7 separate regions of the Mus musculus genome follow, and regions 1, 2, 4, 5, 6 and 7 are each linked to region 3. Evidence: chromatin contacts called from public HiCAR-type, HiChIP or PLAC-seq and promoter capture Hi-C data. All regions are on one chromosome and are shown on one strand. Each heading gives the region's core, a stretch centred on a gene start, on an enhancer-like site or on the middle of the called end of the contact. The rest is flanking DNA. Distances are from core to core; before and after follow the strand shown. Region 1 holds the start of Hs6st1 (heparan sulfate 6-O-sulfotransferase 1). Region 2 has its middle 6.6 kb from the start of Gm33280. Region 3 holds the start of Fam168b (family with sequence similarity 168, member B). Region 4 overlaps Uggt1 (UDP-glucose glycoprotein glucosyltransferase 1). Region 5 overlaps Uggt1 (UDP-glucose glycoprotein glucosyltransferase 1). Region 6 holds the start of Uggt1 (UDP-glucose glycoprotein glucosyltransferase 1). Region 7 holds the start of Neurl3 (neuralized E3 ubiquitin protein ligase 3).

Region 1 (2,730 bases), core at 119-2,618, 1.2 Mb after region 3:
TGTGTAGCCCTGACTGTCCTGGAACTCTCTCTGTACACCAGGCTGGCCTCGAACTTAAGAAATCCGCCTGCCTCTGCCTCCCAAGTGCTGGAATTACAGGCATGCACCACCACTGCCCAGCTGCTCTTTTTTTTCAAGTCTTTTTTTTTTTTTTTTAACTTGCAGTCAATGCTTTGGACCACTATTGCCACCCCCTCCCCTTCTCTCCACTTTTTGACCCACCCCTTAGCAGGACAGATCCAGGGCACTACCCAGGGGTACTTGCTGTGGGCACCTGAGCCTGGCCTGGCAGTGGGAGCACCTCCCAGAGGCCACTCTGGCCTGAATCCAAACACCCAAGCCCCTCCCAGCTACCCTAGGCTGTGGAACTCTGCACAGGTCATTTCACTCCCCACCTCCAGTTGTTCTGGCCGCCTAAGTATAGCTAGGGGCCCAGTACAGAGTACAACATGGGCGACGGGACCTTCCACATGTTATAGGCTGCATAGATTACTACTAGAGCCTCCAACTTGCAGCCTAGGGCCCAGGCGACCCTCCACTACAGGCAGAGCACCAATCAAGGCTGCAGATACTGCTGCCAATGTAAAAAAAAAAAAAATCACGAAGGTTGGAATTTTAATTTTTTTCTAATGTTGGTTCACTATTTTGTTTGTTTGTTTGTTTGTTTGAGTATGACCAGGATCAAAACAGGGCACACTGGGCGAGAGGGACAAATAAAGCTTGTCCTCTGGTCTCTGCACACATTTCGGTTTATCTTCAACTGAGGGCTTTGGGTCATTGTCCCAGTGCCTCCAGGGGACTGGTGATATCCACGTAAGAGCCGGATCCATGCCCTTAACGTCTCTCTTCCTTCCCCACCCTTACTGGTAGTCCTAAACCACCTGGTGGTCCCGACTCCCAGCGCTCTCGAACTTGGAACTTCCTATCCTTCAATGTGAAGGTCAAAGCCTCCGTATTCCCGTGGGAGACAGAGAGCGCAGGTAACACAAACTACCATAACCAGAGAAGGTGAAAAAACTCGGGCTCCCAAACCCAGGACCAATGCCCAAAAGAGCCACCCACTCGTAGGCTCGGGACAACCCAGTCGCCACCCACAGGTCTGCGAGCTGGATCCAATGCCCTTTCCGTAGCGACCGGCGTTGACAGTGTGAGAGACACGCGACCCGTCGCCCAGCTCTGGCCTGTGCCTGGGCCTCCTCCGGCCCCGCCCCTCCCCCAGGGCGCTCCAGAGGCGGAGCGGAGGATCGGAGCGGGCGGCGACAGCAAGAGGCGCCGCGAGGGCGGGCCAGGGGCGGGCCGGGGCGGAGCCGCGACGAACTGCGGAGACGCGGCGGCGCACGGGGCGGTGCAGAGCGTTCTCGGCGCTGAGCTTTGCGGGCGGGTGCGGGCGCGCGCGGCTGCGGGGCGCTGTGGCGGGGGCCGGGCTGTACGCTAGCCGAGCCGGGATCGGGGCGGGGAGCAGCCACGGCGCCGCCGAGGCCCGGGGCCCGCGACGCTGCGCACAGCCTGGGCGCCGAGTAGCCGGGCCGGGCCGGAGCGCGGGCGGCGGTGGCGGCGGCGGTGGCGGAGCAGCTGCGCCCCCCGCCCTCCCAGGCCCGGCGCCCGGGCCGCTGGCGATGGTGACACATGCGGCGGCGGCGCGCCGGCGGCAGGACCATGGTTGAGCGCGCCAGCAAGTTCGTGCTGGTGGTGGCGGGCTCGGCGTGCTTCATGCTCATCCTTTACCAGTACGCGGGCCCGGGGCTGAGTCTGGGCGCGCCCGGTGGCCGCGTGCCCCCCGACGACCTGGATCTCTTCCCCACGCCGGACCCACATTACGAGAAAAAGTACTACTTCCCGGTGCGCGAGCTGGAGCGCTCGCTGCGCTTCGACATGAAGGGCGACGACGTGATCGTCTTCCTGCACATCCAGAAGACCGGCGGCACCACCTTCGGCCGCCACCTAGTGCAGAACGTGCGCCTCGAGGTGCCCTGCGACTGTCGCCCGGGCCAGAAGAAGTGCACCTGCTATCGGCCCAATCGCCGCGAGACCTGGCTCTTCTCTCGCTTCTCCACGGGCTGGAGCTGCGGGCTGCACGCTGACTGGACCGAACTCACCAACTGTGTGCCCGGTGTGCTAGACCGCCGCGACCCAGCAGGTCTGCGTTCGCCCAGGTGAGCGCCCGCTGCGGGAAAGTGTGATGGCGGGGGGGGGGGGGGGTACCCCTAAGCCCCGGGCCAGATCTGCCCTCTCCTCTCTTGGGGCCCCTTCCAGTCTGCGGGATCCCAGGATTCCCATCTCATCCTTCCCTACACCTGCCACTCCTGACCTCTGATCCCTCTTTTCACCCTCTGTTCCGTGCCTCTCCTCGCCACTGGCCTGTCTGCGCAGTGCCCAGACTTCCTCCTGGGTCACTGCCCGCTGCTCTCTGTCCACCCTACCTGCTATGCACTGCGGGCTAGCCTGAGAGATAAACCTCGGGGACTAGAGGTCCAGGCTTGGCTCTAGAGGCAGAAAAACAGGTGTGTCTCTGTGTGCATGTGTAGCCCGTACCCGTCTAGTACTAAAAGTGGAGCAAGAGAAATGCGGTTCCTCTTCCTGTGCACCTGTGGTATCTCCAGGCCCTCCGGTGCCTGCCAGCCTGGGGAGGAGCTGCCAGGAAAGGGGTGGGCTCTGCCTGCCGGTGTGTGCAGGTAGAACAAAGGCCCGTGTGACCCAGACTGAAGTCGGAGAGAAGGCAGCACTACCTGG
Region 2 (2,700 bases), core at 41-2,540, 1.3 Mb after region 3:
AGGGGGGTGTTGCAAAACGATGTTTTCTTGAAGTAAGTCATCCTGGCTCAGCTAATCATTTTTTATTTTAATTTTTTTGTTGTTTATTTATTGTCTGCCTGTAGATCTATCGGTTACTTTTCTATTGCTTCGAAGAGACACCATGAGCAAGACAATTTATGAAAGAAAATGTTTATTGCGGGCTCTCGAGTCCAGAGGGCTAGAGTCCGTGAGCATCCTGGCCAGGGAGCATAGCAGCAGGCAGGCACGGGTGGCACAGGATCAGCAGGCAGGCGTGGTGCAGAAGCAGCAGGCAGGCAAGGGTGGTGCAGGAGCAGCAGGCAGGCATGGGGCAAGAGCAGCAGGCACGCAGGCAAGCATGGTGCAGAGGCAGCAGGCAGGCAAGCATGGTGGAGGAGCAGCAGGCAGGCAAGGGTGGTGCAGGAGCAGCAGGCAGGCAAGCATGGTGCAGGGGCAGCAGGCAGGCAAGGGTGGCTCAGGAGCAGCAGGCAGGCAGGCATGGCGCAGGGGCAGCAGGCAGGCAGGCATGGCGCAAGAGCAGCAGGCAGGCAGGCAGGCATGGCTCAGGAGCAGCAGGCAGGCAGGCAGGCATGGCTCAGGAGCAGTAGCTGAGAGCTTGTGTCCTGACCCACAGGGACACAACAGAGAGAACTATCTGGAATAGTATGGGCATTTTGAAACCATAAAGCCCACTCCCACTGACAAACCAGCTCCAACATGGCCACGCCTCCCAATCCTTCCCAAACAGTTCCACCAACTGGGGACAAAGCATTCAAATAGACGAGCTTCTGGAGGCCACTCTAATTTAAGCCACGACAGCATGGTGTTTGTCTGCATGTTTATTTAAGAGCCATATATATACCTGATGTCCCAAGAAGAAGAGGTCAGATTGTTGCTGGACTTGGGATTTCCATGGGGTGAACTGTCTGCACAGGTGTCCAGGTTCTTCCCCAAAATGAGCAAAGAATTGAATGGCCAGAGACCAAAAGGAAAGACTCAGAAGGAGGTTTTATGGAGGAAGGAAGCAAAGAGCGAAAGCACCCTGTTGGGAAGAGGGGGTCCTCAGAGCTGGAGGACTTCCAAGTGGTGTCCCACTAGTCCTTTTGTGCAGCCTCCAGACCTTTCTCCTCTTTGACTCTCTTTCTTATATGTTATTTCCTCTGTGCAAACTGAAAATTCCCTTCAAACAGCATTGTTTGTCCAAAATAGTCAGAGAAACATGACTCATTGTGCACAGAACGGCCTTGATTTGATAGATGGCCCCGGCTGATGGACGGCCTTGTTAGTTAAGCTCTTTCAGAGATTGTGTGGGAAAGTCACCTCCTTCCCGGTGGGAACGGTATTCTCTTCCAGATGAATGTTATCCTTTTTTCCTCTGCCCTTTTCCTGACCCCCTCACAGGCTCCGCTTGGGACTGGAGTTACTCGAGAGTGGTGAGCCTACAGTGGGTGCTGGAAAATAAACCTGAGTCCTCTAGAAAAACAGCTCTTACCTCGGAGTCTTCTCCCTAGCCCTCAGCTAAGCTTTCTATGGAAAAGGCAGTAAGTTTCTCACAAGGGGAGTCTCCTGGCTCTACCCCCACCTTCCTGTAGAAGCACGCATGTCACCAGGCCTGGCTATACCAGGTTCTGGGGATCCAAACTTGTGTCGTCCTCCACCCCAGCCCTCTTCTGTGGTTTTAACTGAGTGCCTTGTCCCAGTCTTTGGTTTGTCCTTTTACTCTCTTAAAGAAAAGTTTCTGATTTTCATAAAGTCTACATTGTCAGAATTTGATCCCCCACCCCAAGGACATGGAAACCCATGCAGGTTCAACCTGACACCTGTAGGAAGGTTCCTTAAAAAGGACAAAGTGTGCTCTTCAGTCCCCTTTCCTCTGTCCTGTTGCTGGCAGTACATGTAATGGCTGGAACACTAGCATCAATGTTAAGCAACAAGTTAGTCTAGGGCACAAAAACCTACAAGATTACAAGAGCCTGAGATGCCATGAGGACACAATACTGTCCCTGACTTACACACATCCAGGCAGAAGGACACTTTCAGGGCTTAGCTCTTCATGACATAGCTGTCACACACACACACACACACACACACACACACACAATCCAAGCCAGGTGTGGTGGCACATACCTTTGATCCTAGCCCTTGGGAGACAGAAGCAGGCAGATCTCTGTGAGTTTCAGGTAGCCTCATGCACAAAGTGAGTTTCAAGACAGCCAGGGTTGTTACACAGAGAAATCTTGTTTCTAAATTAGTAAATAAAACTAAAAAGGGATCTAGCCCAAAGGAAAGTATGAGAGCAAGATACATCCTTTAAGGCTCATCCCGTGACTTATTTCCTCTACCAGAGCTCAACTGCCTGAAACCCCATGCAATTCTGAACACAGCAGTGGGTGGATTGTACTGGCTAGTTTTGTGTCAACTTGATATAAGCTGGAGTTATCACAGAGAAAGGAGCTTCAGTTGAGGAAATGACTCCATGAGATCAGCTGTAAGGCTTTTTCTCAATTAGTGATCAAGGGGGAAAGGCCCCTTGTGGGTGGTGCCATCTCTGGGCTGGTAGTCTTGGATTCTATAAGAGAGCAGGCTGAGCAAGCCAGGGAAAGCAAGCCAGTAAAGAACATCTCTCCATGGCCTCTGCATCAGCTCCTGCTTCCTGACTTGTTTGAGTTCCAGTCCTGACATCCTTTGGTGATGAACAGC
Region 3 (2,700 bases), core at 88-2,587:
CTGTCTAACATTAAAATGGACAGAAAGGCAGGTGTAGAGCTAGCCCAAACCAATCTGAGACTGGAGAAAAGTCCAGTAACAGCAGCCAGCGGTTTCCTCCTCCTTCCTGGGTTCCAGGCACTGGCCTTATACAGACGGTCACTTCCACCCTTAGGGGCAGGAGGTCAGGAGAAGGGCAATTCTATCAACCGCTTCTCAACACCTCCTAGGTGAATGCAGAGACAAGCAACTCAAAACCCTGAAGCCCCCGCCTACTAGACCTTAACTTTCATTTGGTTCTGGTTACAATTAATTTTAACACCCGTAAAGCTTTTCTCACATGTCAAAACATTCCAAAAATGCTGCACGAGTAAACTACAGACACTACCGAAAAAAAAAAAATGAGCCAGCTTTATACAAAGACTAAAGAAAGCAAGCCCTTCAACGATTTCCACCACAGTAGCTTCGGCATTAGGAAAGGTGGCCTAGATTTCTCAAATCTTGGCTGTCAAAGGGAAAACCACTCATTAGCCTTTGACCTACCGAAGTTTTAAAGGCCGTCCTAATTACTTGCACCAGAACTACTCTAATTTAAAATCTTGTCATACTACAGAAAATCATCTCATCTTACACAAGGCGAAGTGGAGAGTTTAAGGCATAGGAACTGCCCAAACCTTTTTTTCTTTTTTTAAATTTTTTTTAAATGTAAGGTGTGTATGCGCACATGTGAACCTTTTCACTAGCAAACCTCCTTGCACGCAGAACACTCCAAGATGTTTACGTGAGTGCTTAAAACAATCAGCTCAGACAATGCAGGAGATACCACGAGAGAGAACACCCAGCCGAGGACGCGCTGGCAGGTCGTCCTTCTCTTTTTTCAGATGAACCTGGGCCACGGCCCGGAACGTCCTTCCTTTGCTAAGGTACCCTCCGAAGCCCACGTTTTCCAGCGAGAGGGGGATCGCCGGGTCTGCGGCGGCCCCGCGACCTTCCCGCCCCGCCCCCCGGCCCGCCGCGGACAAAGCGGCGCCCCTGCTCCCCGCGCGGCCCGACCAGGCGCTGCACAAAGCGCCGCACTTCCGGCCCGCGCCCGCCCGCCCGCCCCGAGCTGCCGCCCCCATGCTTCCCGTACTCACGGTGGCCTGAGCCTCCGGGACCGGCGCGCGCCGGCCCGAGCCGGCACGGCGTGGGGCTCGGCGACGGGCAGTGCCCAGACGACGCTCGGTTGCGGCCGACCGCTAGGCCCGCGCTGCCTCCCGCCCGCCCGCCAGCCTCGCCGCGGCCCCCGCTCCCGCCGACGCTGCGCAGACACCGCAGCCCACGACCTCACTTCCGCCCGCCGCGCGCCAGCCGGGGGCGCGCCGGGCACGTGACGCAGCTGCGCGCGCGCGCCCCGAGAGGCTTGCGCGAGATGCCCGGATGCTAGGACGCGCGCCTAGACTGCGAGCCTCCGCTCAAGCTCCGGCTAAAACCGGGCTGCAAACATCCTTGTAGAAAGTAGTTATGGCCCGTTGTAAGCATTTCCCCTGTTTTGTCCTTGTTTGGTTTTGGACCAGGATGGCCTTGAATTTACAGCTCTTCCTGCATCTACCTCTAGAGTACTGGCCTTAAAGCGACAGCCACCGAGCACAGTCCTAAGATTTTATTTTTAATATGCGTGTAAGTGTGTAGCTGTGTGTGGGGTTGTTCACAAGAGTGCTGGCATGTGATCCTCTCTAGCTGGAGTTACAGGGGATTTCTAGCTTTCCTACGTGCGGTGGTGATGGAAACTTCTCTGAGCCATCTCTGGGATTCCCCACCCCCCTTTAAAAAGATGTATTCGTTTTGTGTGTGAGTGTTTCGCCTGCAAGAATGTGTGTTCACTGCCAAGTACCTGCTTAACGCCTACAGAGGTCAGAAGAGGGAGTTACAGATGTTTATGAACCATTCTGTGAATTGAACCCAGGTGCTCTATAAGAGCAAGCAGCAAACATAGCCTTTAACCCCAACATTTGGGACGCAGAGGCAGGGGGATCTCTAAGTTAGAGGCCAACTTGGTCTAAGGATTGATATCAGCCAAGGCTATGCAGAAAAATTCTGTCTAGAGAAGAAAAATAATCACTGAGGCATCTCTCCACCCTCTTTTCTTTTTGATCTTTCAGTTCCAAGGCCACCAAAAAGATTTTTACCCCGGTAAGCTTGCATCTGTCACAGAGCTAAGAAATAACAAGCACTTAGAGCAAGCCCCAAACCACACTGGCTTCACAAAACAGAAAAGTCAACATCAAGTATGCATGCTAGGAAATGTTTGGGAATAGAGAATAGTAAAAAAGGGGCAGTTAAGCTTCCTATCAGATATGAAAGCATATTTAAAGGCTGCAGCCGATAAGCTCACTAGTGCACAAATAATGAACCAATGGAATGTAATGGGAAATCCAGAAGTATACTAAAACAATTGGGAGAAGTTGACATCTAATAAAATATTTCATATCACTAGGTGCTATTATTTGGATCTTAAAGGTTCAAAAAAAAAATCTACATGTTGATGTCTTGGCTGCTAGCCTGAGAGCTGACACTGTGTATGCTACACAGACTCAGAGATTTGCCTGCCTCTGCCCTTAAGTGCTGGGATTAAGGACATGTGCCACCATGCCTGGCTTTTCCCACCATTTTTTTTCCACAGCAAACATGACTAGCTGAGGATGAAGAAGGATCACTAAATTATTGGTACTGGGGCCACCA
Region 4 (2,700 bases), core at 108-2,607, 1.3 Mb after region 3:
CTTCACAGGTATACGAGTGTCATATATTCACATAAACACATTTACATGTGTATAAATAAATAAAACTTAAAAAAAAAAACATGGCAAAGCTGAGCCAGGTGCAATGCCTTTAATCCTGATACTTGGGAGGCAGTCAAACATATCTGTGAGTTCGAGGCCAACCTGGTCTACATAGCAAGTCCCAGGTCAATCAGGGCTTCAGGGCTAAATAGTGAGACCCTGTCTCAATCAGAATGGAGAGGGGAGTACACAAAGTCTCTGTGGGGACATTTTGCACAAAATGGGACTCTGAGATTACCAAAAGTGACAATCTGTTGGCTGAAGAAAGCTAGAATCTTATCTTCACTAAGACATTTTTCTTAAGCAGCATCCCTAGAACTATTAAAACAAACAACAACAAAATCCAAAAGCCAACCAACCAACCAAAAGCCACTTCCAAATGGAATACCAAAATGACTTCCAAATGCAGCAGTCCTACTTCATCTAATGGAGACATTCCAAGCCCCTACTGGATGCATGAACTCTAAGAGTAGAGAACCCTGTATACATATTACAGCTTTGTTCACTCTATTTGTACTAATGCTTAATTGGTAAGTTAGGCAAGGTAAAAATCACAACAGTAATTAACACAAAACAGAACATTAAAACAGTGTCTTAATGAACTACCGCGAGAGGGCTCTCCTAGCACGGTCACAAGTGTTAGTACCTCCGACAGCGGCTGCCACGGGGGGACTGCTGTCTGTTCCCTGACAGTGGCTGGCCACGGCCACAGGGGGGGACTGCTGTCTGTTCCCTGACAGTGGCTGGCCACGGCCACAGGGGGGGACTGCTGTCTGTTCCCTGACAAAGCCGAGCAGACTCACCTTCACTTTGATGATCTTGCTCTTGAAGTTATTGAGGATGACAACAACGTCGTTTGCATCAGGAGGGGAATCTGTACCATCATGGCTTAGAGACAAGTAAGACAGAGAAAGAAATCACAATCCCAAAATGCGGTAAATACTCAGACAACAAGATGGGCTGTGCTTGCCCATCTTCATTGTAGAAACACTTTTTAAAACCAACAGTTTCCTCACAGTCTGAAAGAAACACCTTTACAGGACAAAGAAGTGTTCCTGGAAATCTCCATCTCTAGGCTAGGGACGTGAGCTGACTTCCTTCCTACAGCAGGCAAACATCAATGGGCTCTCAGGCAGGACAAGCACTGGTCAGATCATGACAAAGCTTGTCCGCTCACAGTCTGCACACTCAGGCCCATCCCTGGAGCCGCTTCTGCTGTTTAACTCTTGGCAGAGTGTGGTGACTCACACCTGTAACCCCAACAGGAAGCAGCAGGGAGATCAACTGCGATCAAAGCCAGCCTAGGCTACAGTGTGAGAGGCGGCACAACCAGCCAAGTTTAGAGCACAGACTCAATTCTGTGTCTGGTAGGAAGCCCACAGTGCAGCCGCTCTGGTCCGAGGCCCACAAGGCAGAGCAGGACGACTGTGAGTACTCGCTTCCTCCTCATCTCACTCTCCAGGCAGCAATGTGAGGAAGCCACTGCATGTGCTGTCACTCAGCAGGCAGCAAAAGGAGAGGAGAAAGCTGGCGCACAGAAGATTCCAGAATCACAGGCTGTCCATTTGGGAAGCCTCGGAAGACAGGAACCCTAGACAGCAGAGAGGACGGCACCACAGCCCCAGGCAAGGAAGAAGATGGACAGGGCCCATAGAAGAAACATTCTGTGAAGCCTTCTTGGGAAAATAACTGAATCAGGGAAAAGCCTACTATTTACAATAAGGACATTACTATAGCACAAAATTCTAAGTTATTGAATAAGAAATCTGCACAAGCTAGGTATGGAGGCACACGCCTGAGGTCTCAGCTACAGGAGACTAAGGCAGAAGACTCACTTGAGTCCAGTTCAAGCGTGGGTGAGAGAAAAACCAAAACCAAACCCACTAAACCACACTGCTTCTCCATGTCAAGTAAAAGGCCATGAAGCCAAAGCAAATACACACATTAGGCTGTTCACAGAAACCATAATGAAAACCATTCCCTACACAAACTGGCACAGAACTAAGGACGAGTTTAAACTGTGTTAAACAGGATAGAGACCACATTTTTAAAATGGTGTTCTGGGGTTCGTTTGAACTTTAAGACAATTCCTGTCACTGACAGGCTGGTGTAGGAGTACGCCTACACAACTGCAGCCCAGGGACCAGGACCGACAGTCAGACTACACAGTCAAAGCTCATGTGTTCTGTGCATGTACAAAACAGCCGGGGTCATGATAAACACCTCCCATCAGCGTACTGAACAGGACCGACCCTGCTGTTTCCAGTCAGCTCTCATCAAGTGGTCAGAGCTCCTGCCTGCTATCTGCATCCTTCTGATAAGAGCTGACAGGGAAAGCAATGGAGAACAGACCTCGCTCTGATCAGCACTTAGACCCCTTGCTAACCAACCCATCCCCTACAACTTCTCCCACACTTACTCTTCTGAGAAGCTTGGCTTTATCATGAACTCGACTATAACGCACGATGCCTGGGGTAAGCCCAGATAATGCGCAATTAAAGCTCAGTCTCTACAATGAAGCCGTCTCCTTGTCCTACCTGTAGATCCTATAAATGTCATCTGAGCGCCCCTTCCTCAGTCTCAGAATCCAGGCTCCCGGATTGGCTTTGAGCTGAAAATATCCCTAGGACACAAACAGAG
Region 5 (2,769 bases), core at 225-2,724, 1.4 Mb after region 3:
GTGCAGTGGTGCAGTACTCTAGACAGTGCAGTGGTGCAGTACTCTAGACAGTGCAGCGGTGCAGTACTCTAGACAGTGCAGTGGTGCAGTACTCTAGACAGTGCAGTGATTCAGTTCTCTAGACAGTTCAGTGATACAGTTCTCTAGACAGGACAGAGGTACAGTACACGAGACAGTACAGTGATACAATATTGCTAGACAGTAGAGTGCCGTGCAAAAGGAGTTACCAGATACCAACAACAGAATTTTGGATGAACTCTGAGAACACCTTCACTTTCCAGTACTCAGAGGACTAGGAAAAGGTATACTTCTGAATTCTAGCACTGCATGGGAAAACCAAACAGTGAGAAGCTGTTGTGTCTCATGCTTCACAGACACGGCAGCATCAATCAGAAAACAATATGAGAACACAAAAATATAGAAAACACACATCTACATATACAGCAATGACAAAAGAGGCTATATATCTGAAAGAATAAAGAGGGGGAGGGGGAAGGAAGAGAAAGAAAGATGTAATTATATTATAACCTCAAAAAAAAACATAAAAGGTTTTAAATATGAACTACAACAAAATTTGCTTAAAAACAAAAACAACAAAACCACAGAAATGATGGAAAGCTGAAGCAGCTAAGGACTGGAATTCCAAACCAGGGAAGGGCAGGCAGGCAGAAGCACTAGCCTTCAAGCCAGCTCAAGTCATTTCCCAGAGTGCATGTGAGACACCAGACGTGGCAGTGTACATACATCTGTTAACCCAGCCTACAGCACAACCAGCCTGGAGCATACAGTACAGCGTCAGAAACAAGTAGAGCCTGCCTCAGCAAGGGAAAAGACAAGAATGTCTCCTCAAAGTGTCCTCTGACCTCAATAGTGAGCCATGATATACTTATATGTGCACGCACACACGCACGCACACAGACACACTTAAAATAAAATAGAAAAGAATTGGAATTTTCTCCACAGGACAGTTTCAAATCTGCTCGCTTGGGCCTCTGAGATGGTAAGAAAGACTAATTCTGAGCTTGTACATACAACCCAATGTAGATCAAGATCTGAAACACAGAGGAGATTTCACAGTGAGAAAACTCATCACACTGGATTTAAGATTTCATGCACACTTGTGTTTCATCTTTAAGAATTTTGTGTGCATGTATTTAAGCATTTTTAAATAACATGCTTTACTCAAAAACATTAAAAATCCAAGAAATACCAATATAGCTCACATAAGTTAATATTCTGCCTCCCTGGCATGTGGAACTGTCAGAACATGGACCAAGAATGAATGGAGTCATGTGAGGGAAATTCCAAGTGCTTGTGAGAAAACTCTAAGAAAACAAAACAAGAGTCTTGTGACCTCCGTTCCTTCGAAAATACAGAATTGTCCTTGTTTCTGTGCTCCTCTGAGGTGTGGTGGATAGGGGTGAGTCACGTCAGGCTGCTCAATACAGCTGGCTATTGTTATTTGTTTACTCACCTCTCTAGAAAAACATGGCTTTGCCGCATGTGGTTTGCCCTTAGGACTGGATACTTTACTCTGTGACTCTTCTTAACCCTGAGAGTACAAACTGTCTGACACTCTGAGTAAGGCTGGCTTAGCATGAGACTTTAGTCCACTTCATTTTCAGGCTTTATTCTCCCAGACCCCACCACCCTTAGTGCAGTAAACAGGGGATCGTAAATTCAAAGGTATAGTTAACACTGCTATTCTGGAAAATAAATGTACATGCAATTACTAAATTGAGTGTTTTTATTTGTTTTTTGTTTTTTTGAAACAGAGACTGATGTGCCCCAAGCTGGCTTCAAACTCACTACATAGCCACGAATGGATGGACCAAGAAGTTCCAGTTCTCCTACCTCTACTCTCACACTTGGAGGTTGCAGGTGTAGTTACCACCACCCATGGTGATGTTTTTAATTTAGTAAATATGTGTGAAGTATTTGGTTTCTTTCTTTCTCAAATCTACTTAATTAACTAACGTCCTACCCATAATGAAATCTAGGGGTAAAAGCGGCTAATTGAGGCCAGGTGTGGTGGCGCACGCCTTTAATCTCAGCACTTGGGAGGCAGAGGGAGGTCAATCTCAGGGCCAACCTGATCTACAGAGTTCTAAGACCATCAGGAACACAGAAGCCCTGTCTTGAAAAACCGTAAGTGAATGGATGGATGGATGGATGGATGGATGGATGGATGGATGGATGGATGACGGATGGATGGACAGACAGACAGGTAGATAGATGGATAAGCTGAACACACCCACAGCTCTAGGCCAATGGATGGATTCTGGAACAAAGGGATAGGAGGGAGCAGTGAGCATCCTGGCAGCCTCCAGGAACTACATGTGGGGCTGACAGGAAAGGAGGACAAGAGCCCAGCTTCCACGTGGAATGCACCAAAGGCAGGAACGAAAGGCTTAAAGACTTAGGAGGCCCACACTCCCTGTTGACCGCACCCCCAACCTCCAGTCAGGAGCCTCTCCTAAACAAAATGCTACAAATCTGATAAAAAGTACTGTATGATAATAGTATTACTAAGAGGAATACTACTAAATGCTACGAACTTAATTCAAGTCTCTCCATTTTTTAAAGCTACAGCCCAGGAGTGTCTTCTACAACAGTGGAGTACTTTCTAACAGTCAGCAATACCTTCTGGTTCTCTTCCACTTCCGCTCTAAGCTGCGCGCTCACAGCCGTTTTCGTTATTGCTCTAAAAAAGGATAAAAGTGTGATCAGTGTTTAGCTTAGCATTCCATATAAAGGTCTTCAGTTTTC
Region 6 (2,914 bases), core at 312-2,811, 1.4 Mb after region 3:
TTAAATGCACACTAAGATACCCTGCTACTTTACAAAGTATTGTTTTACCTCTTTTAATAAAATTTTGGGTCCGGGGAGATGGCTCAATGGATAAAGGCAATAGCTACAAAGCCTGAAAACTTGAATTCAATCCCCAGACCCCCATGGTGGAAGGAGAGAGCCATCCTTTAAAGTTGTCTTCTGGTCTCTACATAACAAATTCATATTCTCTCTCCCACCTCTTGATATAGACAAACAGTCAGACAGAGAGACAGACATTTAATTTGTGTCTCTATATCTAGATCCTCTCTCCCTTTCTCTTCCTCCCTCAAGAAAGCAAAAAAGAAAGTTTTAGCAAGATGGCTCTGTGGGTAAAGGCTCTTGCCATGCAAGCCTGGTGACCTGAGATTGAGCCCTAAAAAGAAAGCCACACAGAGGTGGATGGAGAAAGCTAACTCCACTAAGTTGTCCTGTATACACACAACAAAATCTAAGTAAACAAAATAAAATTTTTTATTTAAGAAAGAAAAGTTTCAGCTAAGTTTACCAAAAACAAGTCAAGTGGAAAGGCTACAATCTGCTCCAGTTTTGTAGTGTTAACTAGCTTTGTAAAATGTCTCCAAGCAGATCTGGTGGTGGCCGGGATTCCAAGGGTAGCCTATGATCCTGAGACCCTACCTCCAAAGGGGTAGGACAAGCAAACAGACATGACTATGTCTTCATGCGTTTGGCAGTGTACAAGGTATTACTAGGAAATAAAGAACTTTATACTACAATAAGCTTGCACGGGCACAGATGTTTCCAAGGCACTGCAAGGGCAAGATCATAGGTCTCAGAACAAACAAAACACTCTCTCCATTTCAAACCTGGCAACAAATGCAGAACAAGAGAGCTTTCAGCCCAGCAGCAAGAAGAGCTCACGATCACAATGTTTTGGAGATGCACAGATCACAAGCTAAAAGTGAAGTGAACCGTCCAATTTCACGCCAAGAGATCTTATCACCCACAGATGCATCACCTGAACTCAGAAACCTATAAAAACGCCAACTCGTTTCTCCAGAATCATGCAAAATGCTGATTCTCAACCTACTTAGGGTCAGACTTGGTCTAAAGTCCTGGGGGCGCTTCCTCCTCCTACACTTCAAACAGGGTCAGGACTGCTGGAGTGAGCCCGCCGCCACTCTGTCCCCAGAAGACCGCTGGGGACGACTTGAGGCGCTCGTGGAGAGAACACTGGAGGGAAAACCGAGTCAGAGTACAAGAGGAAGCCCAAGGTGACTCGGACTCACGGTCGCCTCCCGCGCTGGCCCCTCTCCTGTTCCCGAGGCCTCCCCACGCCACCCAAGGTACCTGTCACCCGCCGCGCAGCCGCGGCATCCGCAGTGTTCGCATCCCCCCGGCTGCACATGCCCGGGCCGCGCTTCGTCCACTCCGGTGTCTGCAACGACGCCTGGGCAGGGCGGAGCAGCGGCGATCGCCGGGGAGGCTGCGCCAGTGAGAAGCCGACACGCGCCTTTCCCGCCGCTCCTCACAAGCCGGTTTCTCAAAGCAATAACCCAGTTGCCAGCTGCCCCTGCACTTCCGCTTCCTAGAGGCGAAGGCAGGACGACTTCCGGCTATCGAGTGCGGCGGGGGTTTGCCAGAGAGTCCCGCAGCGGCCATGAAACCGGCATAAGACCCGCCCCTTCTCTCGGCCCCTCCCCTCTCCTGGTTGAGCCAGCTCGCCTCCTGAATTTAAGATCCTAGAAGACCCAGTTCAAGCAGGTGAGCTTCAAGGCGCAGTCCAACCGCCCCGGCAGATAGTTATTTCAACCTTTTTCTCCCTATTTTTATTATTTATTCCTCTCAAGTTAAATAAACGTACACAAACTCAAGACACAAAAAGCAGAAGAAGCTCATGCTGGGCGTGGTGGCACACACCTTTAATCCCAGCACTCGGGAGGCAGAGGCAAACGGATTTGTGAGTTCGAGGGCAGCCAGGGCTATACAGAGAAACCCTGTCTCGAGAAAAAAAAAAAAAAAAAAAAAGGCAGAAGAATCTCTGTGAGTTCAAGGCCCTATCTCAAAAGGAAGAAAAAGTTATAAATTTGTTTTAGAGTATGTGATGTTGGTTAATGCAGAGATCCATAACTAGTCAAACTGACTGAGACTAAATGATCTCAGCTCTGACTGAAACACCTATATCACCACCTCCAAGACCCAAGCAGCATCAGGGGAAAAGAAAGCAAAAAAGACAAAGGTTCTTGCTGCTAAGCTGGAAACCTAAGCTCAATTCCCAGAATACACCGCAAACGCCAGGCACGGGCTGCGGAGATGACTCAGTAGACAAAGTATTTGCTGCCCAGATGTGAAGACTACAGTTCAGATCTCCAGGACCCCTGTAGAAATTGTAGTAATAGCTACCTGTAATCCCAGTTCTCAGGAGGCAGAGACAATTCCTCTGGCAAAGTGGCTAGCCACACTAGCCAGAATTCTTGAGCTCAAGAATTCTACCTCAATAAATACCGAGTGACTGGGGAAAATACGAAGTGTCAATTGAGCTTGTGTGCAGGCACACACATATATTCATACATACACACACACACAGGCATACATACGTGCATGCACACACACACATACACACACACACACATAACATACTAGCCAAGTAAACACTGGAGGTAGAGACAGGCAGAACTTTGGGTCTTACTGGCCAGCAAGCTACCAGCCAAATGGGTGTGGTTCAGACTAGTGAGAGACACTCTCAGAAAACCAAACTGGACATTGTCCTGAGAAATGACAGCTGAGACTAATCTTTAGCTTGCACACCCATGCACACACATGTGTACCAAATTGGAGACACTGACTTGCACACATGTGTGCCAACCTGGAGACACTCACACAGAGAAGAAAGAGAGAGAACGCAAGCACTGACCGTTACTCCAAATCTTCTCTC
Region 7 (2,750 bases), core at 129-2,628, 1.4 Mb after region 3:
CTATCAAGAACTAGAGAATTCCTGTTCTAGACCCCATTTTTAAGCCAGGTCCTGAGGTTCCATACAATAGAGAGGTAGTCCTTCTCCAGTGACCCCCACCTTTGTGCTACCCACTGACGGAGGCTGGCCTGGATCTAGACTGCTAGGAAGTTGGGACAGGCCAGCCATGTCTGTAGGGTCATCTCCAGGCCTGGGCAGATGAAGACAAATTATAGTCTCTGCTGCAAGGCTCTGGGGATTTTAGTGATGGATGCTCAGCCACCTGCTCCGTGATGGCCTCCTAACTGCCAGCACCTTCAGCATCAAGGTCTTTGGGATGCCAGGCACCCAGTCAGCCCTTTGCAGAATCCTGTTCTCCCCTCTGCACCCCAGCATGCAGAGCTTGGGGAAGCTCAAGAAAGGTCCCTTCCTGTCCTCCCAGCCCCAAGGAGACTGTGGGCTCAGCTACACAGTTTCAGTCCCTCTCCCTCTCCCACTCCCTCCTCCCTCCTCTCCCTCTCCCACTCCCCCCCCCCCACATCTGTACCTGTTATACCCCATCCCTTTTGGCATTGTTACTGCCCTGCCTTGAATCCAAACACAGCTGCCACAGCAGAGGTGGCTCTGGGCGTGGCCGCCCACTGTGAGCAAGCCTTGGGTGCTTGCCAAGGGCCCTACACAGGGGCACTGATTGGCTTGGGGGGGCAGGTCTAGGGTGCCTGGTCCCCGTCTCTGTTCTAAGGGGTGGCATGCTATTTCCTGCTCACTCACCAGGCCCCTCTGCTAAGGGGACACGTGACCACAGGTACTGGTGTCTCAGAGAAACTTCTTATCTCATTACTATTTAGATATCTACATTTGGAGTCCTAAAGGACAGCAGGGTGGTGGCATAGTCCCAACCTTCAGACGAGAAAAAAACCAAGAGTCCAGGGACAAAAATGACTTGTCCACATTGCCACCGACAATTTGGCAAGGCTGAAATCCCTCGTTTTTCCACCGGCCTCCTAAGCTCTCCCCTTTTCCCCACCCCAGCCTTGATTCTCCCTTATCCAGTTCCTAGATAAAGACTGCTTACAGGTAGTGGGTGGGAAGGAGGGGTGTGTATCTCCGCAGCCATCTTGGACCAGACACCCCGCTTCTGCTGGGTTCCTGGGAAGGCAGGAAGCTCTCGCCCTCGCGCAGCCCAGACCATGGAGAAACCCACTCTAGGAGCCAATGAAGTCTCTGATCTCCCCTTTCCAGACCTCCCACCTGTACTCCATGCAGTCAGGACTCCAGAAGCCAGCTCAAGGCATACGGGAAATCTACTTACTGGCCTCAGGGCTGAGGAGAGAACCCATCAGCCTGAGCTCCTCCTGGGGCACAAGTCCCTGGGTCTGAAGATGTCTGTGAAGGCCAGTGGTCAGGGTTACAAGACTCCGGAAGGTTCCCCTTTTATAGGCTGGAGCTCACGTTACAGAGTTGTTGATTAATTAGATGCTGTCACGCATGACGATATCCGGGACTTTCCCCATGACCTCTCGTGGCTCACAGTGGACTGCTGCTGCAGCAGGCTGGTCTGAGATAAGAAGGGAAGCAGGGGCTGTAACTGTGGCTGCAGCAGACGGTTTTCTGTTTGACTTCTAAGCAGCCCTTGTCTGTGAATTATAATCGCATGTTAGTAAACACCCGTGCCGCCGCCACGCCCTCCCCCACTCTCCCCAACAAAGACTTTGGTGGTCCTGGTCTGGGATGAGATCTGGGCATTGGGAGTTTCAAGAGCATGCAGGAACTTTGATTAGCAGCCGGCATGGTGTCCAACCCCACATAGAGAAGGTGCGCAGCGCTGCTGAAGGTTAACTGATTGAGCTAAATCCTAGGACCTGTGAAGGTGAGGCCGCCCAGTGGCAAGGTTGGTTTGGGGGCTTACAACCCCACCCCCACCCCACCCCCCCTCCCCGCCAGATTAGGTCTTTCTTGAGATTCCAGATCAAAGCCACAATTCTGTGACTTCTGTGGCCCCTTTAAGAAAGGAACGGGGAGGGGGGGGGGCTGGCGAGATGGCTCAGTGGTTAAGAGCGCCGACTGCTCTTCCGAAGGTCCGGAGTTCAAATCCCAGCAACCACATGGTGCCTCACAACCATCTGTAACGAAATCTGATGCCCTCTTCTGGAGTGTCTGAAGACAGCTACAGTGTACTTACATATAATAAATAAATCTTTAAAAAAAAAAAAAGAAAGAAAGGAACAGGAGCACCTGGAAATGACAGTGAGCTAGACAGGACGGGGGGGGCGGGGGGGGGGCGGGGGCGGTTCGACTGAGGAGGGAAATAGAGGGCTGGAGACCCAGGTTGTGTCTGCTGTATTACCTTATGCAGATCCCTTCCTCTTCTTGAGGTCTGATGTTCTGGTTTGGGGACCTTTTCCAGCCAGCATGTGGTGCCTAAGTGAGAAGAAGTGGCCAGGGGAAGGTGAGTGTTATCAGTGTAGCCCTGGTTACCTTAGACATTGCTGTAACCCCTGGACTTTCTTTTTCCGGCCACACCCTTGCTGAGCGCCCTTTGTCACTGCACTAGATGTATAACTTCTGCCAAGACCACAGGTAGCTGCTCTAGAGCCAGTGCCAGTCACCTGGGCCGGAGTCCTGTGGCTTCTAAAGGTTGCAGTTCCCCCGATGCCCCGGCTGGCTCAGTCTAAGAGGTTCAGGCTCCTGGCACCTCCTGGCAGGCACACCAGTCTCTGGACACTTGTGGATGCTCCTCCCTTGCTGGGTTGCTCAGGGCTGGAGCCAAG

The links. Promoter capture Hi-C pulls out the DNA fragments that hold promoters and counts their contacts. HiCAR-type assays count read pairs that join an accessible place to other places. HiChIP or PLAC-seq counts read pairs in DNA pulled down with a chosen protein or histone mark.
Region 1: a contact with region 3 is called in a HiCAR-type map of astrocytes, with 9 times the contacts expected there. The contact joins the promoter of Hs6st1 here to the promoter of Fam168b in region 3. A contact is called at or near these places in 14 of 39 promoter capture datasets (the 3T3-L1 cell line, 3T3-L1-derived adipocytes, the C10 cell line and 10 more), 6 of 484 Hi-C or Micro-C datasets (B cells, embryonic stem cells, muscle stem cells and 2 more), 20 of 115 datasets of contacts at active chromatin or transcription factors (the NIH/3T3 cell line, astrocytes, cardiomyocytes and 13 more) and 3 of 9 other capture datasets (adipose tissue, liver and pancreatic islet).
Region 2: a contact with region 3 is called in an H3K27ac HiChIP or PLAC-seq map of extraembryonic endoderm stem cells, with 19 times the contacts expected there. The contact joins the enhancer-like site here to the promoter of Fam168b in region 3. A contact is called at or near these places in 11 of 39 promoter capture datasets (the 3T3-L1 cell line, the C10 cell line, cranial neural crest and 7 more), 10 of 115 datasets of contacts at active chromatin or transcription factors (the 230-238 cell line, differentiating embryonic stem cells, embryonic forebrain and 7 more) and 1 of 9 other capture datasets (macrophages).
Region 4: a contact with region 3 is called in an H3K27ac HiChIP or PLAC-seq map of T-cell acute lymphoblastic leukemia, with 5 times the contacts expected there. The contact joins the enhancer-like site here to the promoter of Fam168b in region 3. A contact is called at or near these places in 3 of 39 promoter capture datasets (cranial neural crest, frontonasal cranial neural crest and hippocampal neurons), 6 of 115 datasets of contacts at active chromatin or transcription factors (T-cell acute lymphoblastic leukemia, acute myeloid leukemia, astrocytes and 3 more) and 1 of 9 other capture datasets (embryonic stem cells).
Region 5: a contact with region 3 is called in a FOXA1 HiChIP or PLAC-seq map of pancreatic cancer cells. The contact joins the enhancer-like site here to the promoter of Fam168b in region 3. A contact is called at or near these places in 1 of 39 promoter capture datasets (cranial neural crest) and 4 of 115 datasets of contacts at active chromatin or transcription factors (embryonic forebrain, forebrain, pancreatic cancer cells and 1 more).
Region 6: a contact with region 3 is called in a promoter capture Hi-C map of 3T3-L1-derived adipocytes, with 11 times the contacts expected there. The contact joins the promoter of Uggt1 here to the promoter of Fam168b in region 3. A contact is called at or near these places in 15 of 39 promoter capture datasets (the 3T3-L1 cell line, 3T3-L1-derived adipocytes, the C10 cell line and 10 more), 1 of 484 Hi-C or Micro-C datasets (erythroblasts), 11 of 115 datasets of contacts at active chromatin or transcription factors (the NIH/3T3 cell line, astrocytes, embryonic forebrain and 8 more) and 2 of 9 other capture datasets (adipose tissue and liver).
Region 7: a promoter capture Hi-C map of pre-B cells shows a contact between it and region 3. The contact joins the promoter of Neurl3 here to the promoter of Fam168b in region 3. A contact is called at or near these places in 12 of 39 promoter capture datasets (the C10 cell line, the HPC-7 cell line, HPC-7-derived erythroid cells and 7 more), 1 of 484 Hi-C or Micro-C datasets (erythroblasts), 14 of 115 datasets of contacts at active chromatin or transcription factors (T-cell acute lymphoblastic leukemia, acute myeloid leukemia, embryonic forebrain and 10 more) and 2 of 9 other capture datasets (adipose tissue and liver).

Annotation. Positions count from the first base shown.
Region 1 is chr1:36,067,032-36,069,761 of GRCm38.p6, forward strand. Hs6st1 (heparan sulfate 6-O-sulfotransferase 1) reads left to right here and starts at 1,369. Exons shown (of 2, transcript NM_015818.2): 1 at 1,369-2,153. The coding sequence starts at 1,627.
Region 2 is chr1:36,123,996-36,126,695 of GRCm38.p6, forward strand. No RefSeq gene overlaps it. Among named protein-coding and RNA genes, the nearest start is that of Gm33280, 6.6 kb to the right of the region's middle. Within about 2 kb of position 1,291, at least 13 of the 459 cell types and tissues checked have an H3K27ac peak or open chromatin away from gene starts, as enhancers often do. A contact at or near this core is called in extraembryonic endoderm stem cells, macrophages and pancreatic cancer cells, where this site is marked.
Region 3 is chr1:34,841,713-34,844,412 of GRCm38.p6, forward strand. It overlaps Fam168b (family with sequence similarity 168, member B), which reads right to left and starts at 1,338. Exons shown (of 7, transcript NM_174997.2): 1 at 1,116-1,338.
Region 4 is chr1:36,159,079-36,161,778 of GRCm38.p6, forward strand. It overlaps Uggt1 (UDP-glucose glycoprotein glucosyltransferase 1), which reads right to left. Exons shown (of 41, transcript NM_198899.2): 31 at 2,598-2,683; 32 at 864-948. Among named protein-coding and RNA genes, the nearest start is that of Mir6897, 16 kb to the left of the region's middle. Within about 2 kb of position 1,358, at least 87 of the 459 cell types and tissues checked have an H3K27ac peak or open chromatin away from gene starts, as enhancers often do. A contact at or near this core is called in T-cell acute lymphoblastic leukemia, where this site is marked.
Region 5 is chr1:36,199,062-36,201,830 of GRCm38.p6, forward strand. Uggt1 (UDP-glucose glycoprotein glucosyltransferase 1) reads right to left here. Exons shown (of 41, transcript NM_198899.2): 11 at 2,644-2,704. Among named protein-coding and RNA genes, the nearest start is that of Uggt1, 44 kb to the right of the region's middle. Within about 2 kb of position 1,475, at least 31 of the 459 cell types and tissues checked have an H3K27ac peak or open chromatin away from gene starts, as enhancers often do. A contact at or near this core is called in pancreatic cancer cells, where this site is marked.
Region 6 is chr1:36,242,741-36,245,654 of GRCm38.p6, forward strand. Uggt1 (UDP-glucose glycoprotein glucosyltransferase 1) reads right to left here and starts at 1,562. Exons shown (of 41, transcript NM_198899.2): 1 at 1,330-1,562. The coding sequence starts at 1,387. It overlaps Gm39625 (a long non-coding RNA gene), which reads left to right and starts at 1,569. Exons shown (of 2, transcript XR_865343.3): 1 at 1,569-1,743.
Region 7 is chr1:36,272,047-36,274,796 of GRCm38.p6, forward strand. It overlaps Neurl3 (neuralized E3 ubiquitin protein ligase 3), which reads right to left and starts at 1,379. Exons shown (of 4, transcript NM_153408.2): 1 at 1,292-1,379. The coding sequence starts at 1,319.